2 separate regions of the Sus scrofa genome follow, and region 1 is linked to region 2. The links are chromatin contacts, called in public Hi-C maps. All regions are on one chromosome and are shown on one strand. Each heading gives the region's core, a stretch centred on a gene start, on an enhancer-like site or on the middle of the called end of the contact. The rest is flanking DNA. Distances are from core to core; before and after follow the strand shown. Region 1 overlaps PLPP1 (phospholipid phosphatase 1). Region 2 overlaps PLPP1 (phospholipid phosphatase 1).

Region 1 (2,748 bases), core at 40-2,539, 71 kb before region 2:
TTTGTTTCCACTGGGCCACAATGGGAACTCCCTGATAATGACTTTTTAATGTTGTGTTTAACACGGTAAGTTTTTAAAATATTTGACTTTGCAACATCTTTCATTTATTTTTATATTAGCTATTACATGCTTAGTACAATGGTAGGAGCTGTAAATATCACTGAAAAAGGTAAGCTATCACTGAAAAAGGTAAGCTGATACATGAGACAGTAACAGATGTTTGTGAATTCCATGGAAGAATGAAAATAAGGTTAGAAGAAAGTGAGATGTTGGGGGGTGGCAGTCTCAAGGAAGGCTTCTCTGAGAAGGGGATATTTGGATTCAGATCTAAGGATGAAAGTAAGTTGGTCATGGGAGAGCTGAAGAAGTTGATTCCAGGCATAGGGAAGAGCAGATATTAAGGGCCAAAGAGGCAAAGGGCATTTTGTAACAGAAAAGAGACTAGTGTGTGTGGAATATAATATGTATCGTGGTGTTTTTAATAGTGAATTCTGCAACTTATTTCTAAATGTCAGAGTGGATAACAATAATAACTGACAGTTATTTAGCGCTCACTAGGCTCTGTGTGTCCATGAGCCCTCTCAGCAACCTGCTCAGGGAGGATAGCTTGGTCATCTCCATTTTATAGATGATGGAACTGAGGCCTGGAGTAGTTGGGGAACTCTCAGTGGAACCCAGCTAAGAAGTGGTATGGTTAGGAATTGGGAAATCCATTTTAAGGATTATAACTTTATTTTTTGGCATGTGGAGGCTTCCCAGCCAGGGATTGAACCTGTGCTACAGCAGTGACCCAAGCCACAGCTGTAACAACACAATTCTTAACTCACTGAGCCAGCAGGGAACTCCAGGATTATTATTATTTTAACAAATTTTTGGCCATGCTTGTGGCATGTTGAAGTTCCCCAACCAGGGATCACAGGGTTATACCTTTGAATTCAGATTGATTGGTACAGACTTGAGAAATGAGGAGCAATGATTATTTCAGGTGGCATGGATGTTTTACGACTATTTTTATTCTATATGATTTTGCTTCAGAGTTAGTTTCTGCTTATCATATTTTGAGCATTTGTCTGCTGTTCAGAGGAGGTACTTTAATTTTTCATATGTCAAACTCCTAATAACTACTAAGAGTGTGCTAAGAGAGTATATCAGAGTGGGAGATGTAACTGATTTGCCCTGTTCAGTAACATGCACACAGCTTTTTCTTCAAATAGCATTGTTGTTGTAGGCATTACTACGCAGGAAAGAAGACCTTTGTTCTTTATGGCATTTCTCATGAGTCATGTGTATAGAGTTCACAGTCACCTTTGGTAACTCATTCCAGCAGATATAGTTAGAACCTCATGGTTTAGTTCTCAGTTGTCACTGTTTGGAAATGTTTCCTAAGTCTTTTTTAGGGTGGGGTGCCCAGGAAAATGACATATAGGAAATGTGTAGCGGATGAGCTCTTGAGTTAATTGGCAGCTTGTTCAGCCAGGTTTTGCCTTGCCTTTTGGTTGATTTACGTCAGCAGTAAGAGGGATGGGTTGGCAGCTTAGGTGACTGAGAAGAGAGGAAAGTCATTCTTTATTGAATGCGTAAATGCACCGTTGGTAAATATTTTACATAAACTCATGAAATCATCACAAAACTCTGTGAGGTATTAGCCTCATTGTAAACTCTAGTACTGGGGATACAAAAATGGGTGAAACAATAAAACAAATTCCATGGATCTCAAATAGCTTCTTGCTTACTTTGGAAGGCCGACTCATAACAATGAGAATACTATGTGGTAAGTTGAGTAGCTGGTATGTTATAACACTTGGGTTACTAAGAGTGGGTGAGACAGAGTCATCATCTCCATCCCCAAGAACCTGTAAGGGGAGAGAAGTAGGTATTTTAATGAAGTCTATCTGTATTCCAAAACAATTTCTCCTGAAACCATTGTTTTTACTTTCTAGCAGAGATACTGTAAAGCTTTTGGAACATTACTTTTGGTTAGTGCTAAATTCTGGAAATAATTCCTGTAGATGGCTTAGACTCCATCTATATACTCCTGGGTGGAAACACTGTAATGTGAGTAGTTAGAAATTGTGTGGCACATAGTAGGCATTCAGATATTTGTTACATGAGTGAATAGGCAATATTCTCGCGTCAGCTACTCTTATGGGGTTGGAATTCTTGCTCTATCTATTAACTGTACGAAATTGGGCCGGTTGCTTTAATTCTCTATGAGTTTAGTCATCTAATGAGGAAAAAGATGATGATAATAGTGCCTTCCTCATAGTGCTGTGAAATTAGATTAAATAATGTATGAGACAATGTATGTGAAGTATTTAGCATAGCCCTGGTCTGTCGTTATTATCATTATCACTATTAAGTTAATAAACCAATTTGGTACCACTGACCCCATTTGTTATTTAAATTTGATATTGTGTGTTGGTGACTTTTCTTTCAGAACATTATTTTGTGTAGTTCTAGGTTCAGTTTACACAGCATTTAAATTGGAAACTGGTTCATATTTTAGTTTTTAGTGCCTAGATCACTGTGGGAGATGTTTTTGATTACTTCTGACCTATTTCTTTCTGGAATCAGATTCCTCACTCAGAGCTTCTTGTTTTACTTCTAGGTGAGCAGTATGCCCACAGCTCATAGACAAGGTACCCAAATGAATGTTCATGGTTGGAGAGAGAAAAGCAAGCTAGAAATAGAAGTAAACAAAGATGTGTATGAAGTGGGAGTGGCATGGTTTGGATAGTCACAACTTCT
Region 2 (2,700 bases), core at 67-2,566:
CTTTTATCAGCATCTTACAGTTATCAGTACAGGTCTTTCTTTGAGAATGCTTTTAAAACATAAATTATTTTTTATTCACAAGAGAATAAATGTATCTATCATTTCATCATTGTGGATATCATTTGTTCCACTAATCTGATTGCCTTTGATCATAATGTAAAAAAGGTTTCTGGACATTCTACACACATTATTAAAATGTTTGCCACATTTGTTGGGAAGATGCATTAGGTGCTGCATGTATTTGTATACTAATAACACTTTGACCTTGCCCCAAAAGGGTTAAAGATTCTGGGTCACAGCTATGACTCAGATTCAGTCCCTGGCCCAGGAACATCCATATGCTGTGGGTATGGCCATTTAAAAAAAAAAAAAAAGTAATCTTAGGGAGGATAGGAGTTTACCAGCAGTTTTTCTTTTGTTTAGCTGTGCCTGCTGAATTTTTATAGTGAGTATATCTTATGTAATAAAAACTAGAAATTCCTGTTTACAAACTCTTGGCAGTCCCCACGCTAGGGGTTGAATGGGAGCTACATCTGTGACCTACACTACAGCTCACGGCAATGCCAGATCCTTAACCCACTGAGCGAGGCCAGGGATCCAACCTGCATCCTCATGGATCCTAGTCGTGTTCCTTACTGCTGAGCCACAGTGGGAACTCCCTCATCCCTACCCTTTTGATGTAATGAAGGAAGAAAGTGTACTTACAGATGATTTTTTTATAAAGAAGGTTGGTGCTAAGATAGATGTGTTCATTGAGTTCTGTAGGTCTCTTTCCTTTGTGGAGAAAGGGCAGTTACTTCTGCCTAGCTGGTCAAGAAGTGTTTTTTGGAGAAAACAGTAATTGTTATGTAGTAATTATTAAAGAAAAGTGGGAAGCCCATCTCAGACACAAGGATGAATAAGCACAGAGAGCATGAAACATGGTTTGTGTTGGGAATTTTAACAAGTTTGGTAGCAGATAATGGTTCTAGAGAGATTGGTGGGGCTAATGAAGGGCCTGTTACTATGCATTCAGCAGTTTGTGCTAGTGAAGGATTTGAAACAGATTGTTTTTATACTTTAAAAAATATTTAGAGTTCTTCTCCTTCTAATGTAAATATAGGATAAAATTAGCATTAAATGTTGTGTTAGGAATTGATAGTTTCCTCTTAATAGCAGAAGGACTTGAGATACTGAAAGAAATGGGACTTTCTGCTTTTGTCCATTGTGTAGAAAGATTTCTCTAAGTGAAATTTTGTGGCACCTGCTAGTCCTGTAACATGAGCTCTATCATCTGGTCTAGTCTGAAAGGAACCAAGAGTGACCCGTCTGGCCAGCTTCCTGTTTGACTCTAATAATTTTCATCTGTGTGGAGGTTTGCCTTTTCTCTCACCACTGGCAATGTCTACTTCAACTCAGATCTAAAGTTTGCATTGGTGCAATCCTGGGACTTATACTTCCTTCCTCCATTACATCAAAAGGGTTTGGGTGAGGAAGTTTGACAGTTTTATTGGTCTTGAGGCTCATCCTCCTTGACCATGGTAATCAAGGGTTAGTGGTGATTTCATGATCTGCATTAGGGTTGGAAGTGGAGTGTACAGCTAGATGCGAATAGGATTTCCTGGCCTTGATGTTGTCTTTTGGGGGAGGGCTTAAACTAGACAATCTCTTGATCTTGCCTCTAGCTAGCAATTCTGCCTCTTAAAAAAGAGAAACAACTTTGAAAGTGCTTTAGAACTGTCTCTTCCTTCTGTATTATTCTGAGATCTTTTACCTTTTGGCAGGTAGTCTCCTTGTTTAGTGTGTTTTAAAAAGGGAGTTGGTAGGCTGGGTATTATTAGTTGCCAGATTGGAATACCTCACAGTGTGTCCTTTGTTTAATCTACCACTTGCCCTTGTTTCCTTTTGAACTGGCTTAGATAAGGTGACTTGGTGATTTGGAGTCTTTCTGCACTGAGTCTTGAATTTTTCTCTCATGCCGGAGAAAACATGTGACTTCTCTTCCCTTAGTACACCTATTTATGTTTTGCTCTATCAGTAACCTTTGTCACACCTACTCTCTCCTCATCTCTTGTTAGAGTCACGGAGTTTCCCTGATGGGAATTTGGAACCATTTCTTCCCATCATCTGACTTTTAAGACACACTGAGTTCTACTTTCCTTTATCTGAAGGTTCTCAGCAACTTCCTACTTTCTAGACTCCTGCTTTTTGCAGGATTCTTCCCCAAACAAAAGACACATGATTATTTGTTTTTAATCAGCAAATGGTTCATTACATCAAAAGTTTAAAATACTCTGTACATGTACCAATTGTGTCCTCCTTTTTTCTCCCTCTTTTTTCATCTTCCATGGTCCTGCTGGTTTTTCTCCTTAAGGTTCATGATCTCATAGCTATAGGATGGTTCAGTATATGATTAACTGATGTTAGTGACTGCAGTGGTGTTTGATGCATTAATATTAGTGAATAAAATAAAATAGTCATATGTGGCTTATTTCAGATAGGCATATCACTTTTACATATAAAGTGGCTTGGTTAAAACTAACCTCACATAGTGCAGTAGGACTTTAAGTGGAAATAAAATCAAGTCATTATAAAAATAATTCAAGGAATGTATGACAGTTTTTGTTGCTGGTGACATAGTTTCCCAATCTGTGACTGGTTCAAGAATGTAAGATGAACTTACATTATTTTTTGCTGTATTTTATTTAAATTTTGGTTGGG

The links. Hi-C and Micro-C count contacts between places; a contact is called where the count stands out from the background.
Region 1: a Hi-C map of skeletal muscle shows a contact between it and region 2, with 1.8 times the contacts expected there. The contact joins two enhancer-like sites. A contact is called at or near these places in 1 of 5 promoter capture datasets (liver), 5 of 47 Hi-C or Micro-C datasets (epiblast stem cells, heart right ventricle, liver and 1 more) and 1 of 2 datasets of contacts at active chromatin or transcription factors (skeletal muscle).

The regions. Positions count from the first base shown.
Region 1 is chr16:34,690,957-34,693,704 of Sscrofa11.1, reverse strand. All of the region lies in intron 1 of PLPP1 (phospholipid phosphatase 1), which reads left to right. The region is part of intron 14 of SLC38A9 (sodium-coupled neutral amino acid transporter 9); the gene reads left to right. Among named protein-coding and RNA genes, the nearest start is that of PLPP1, 49 kb to the left of the region's middle. Within about 2 kb of position 1,289, at least 11 of the 83 cell types and tissues checked have an H3K27ac peak or open chromatin away from gene starts, as enhancers often do. A contact at or near this core is called in skeletal muscle, where this site is marked.
Region 2 is chr16:34,620,372-34,623,071 of Sscrofa11.1, reverse strand. All of the region lies in intron 3 of PLPP1 (phospholipid phosphatase 1), which reads left to right. Among named protein-coding and RNA genes, the nearest start is that of PLPP1, 120 kb to the left of the region's middle. Within about 2 kb of position 1,316, at least 4 of the 83 cell types and tissues checked have an H3K27ac peak or open chromatin away from gene starts, as enhancers often do. A contact at or near this core is called in skeletal muscle, where this site is marked.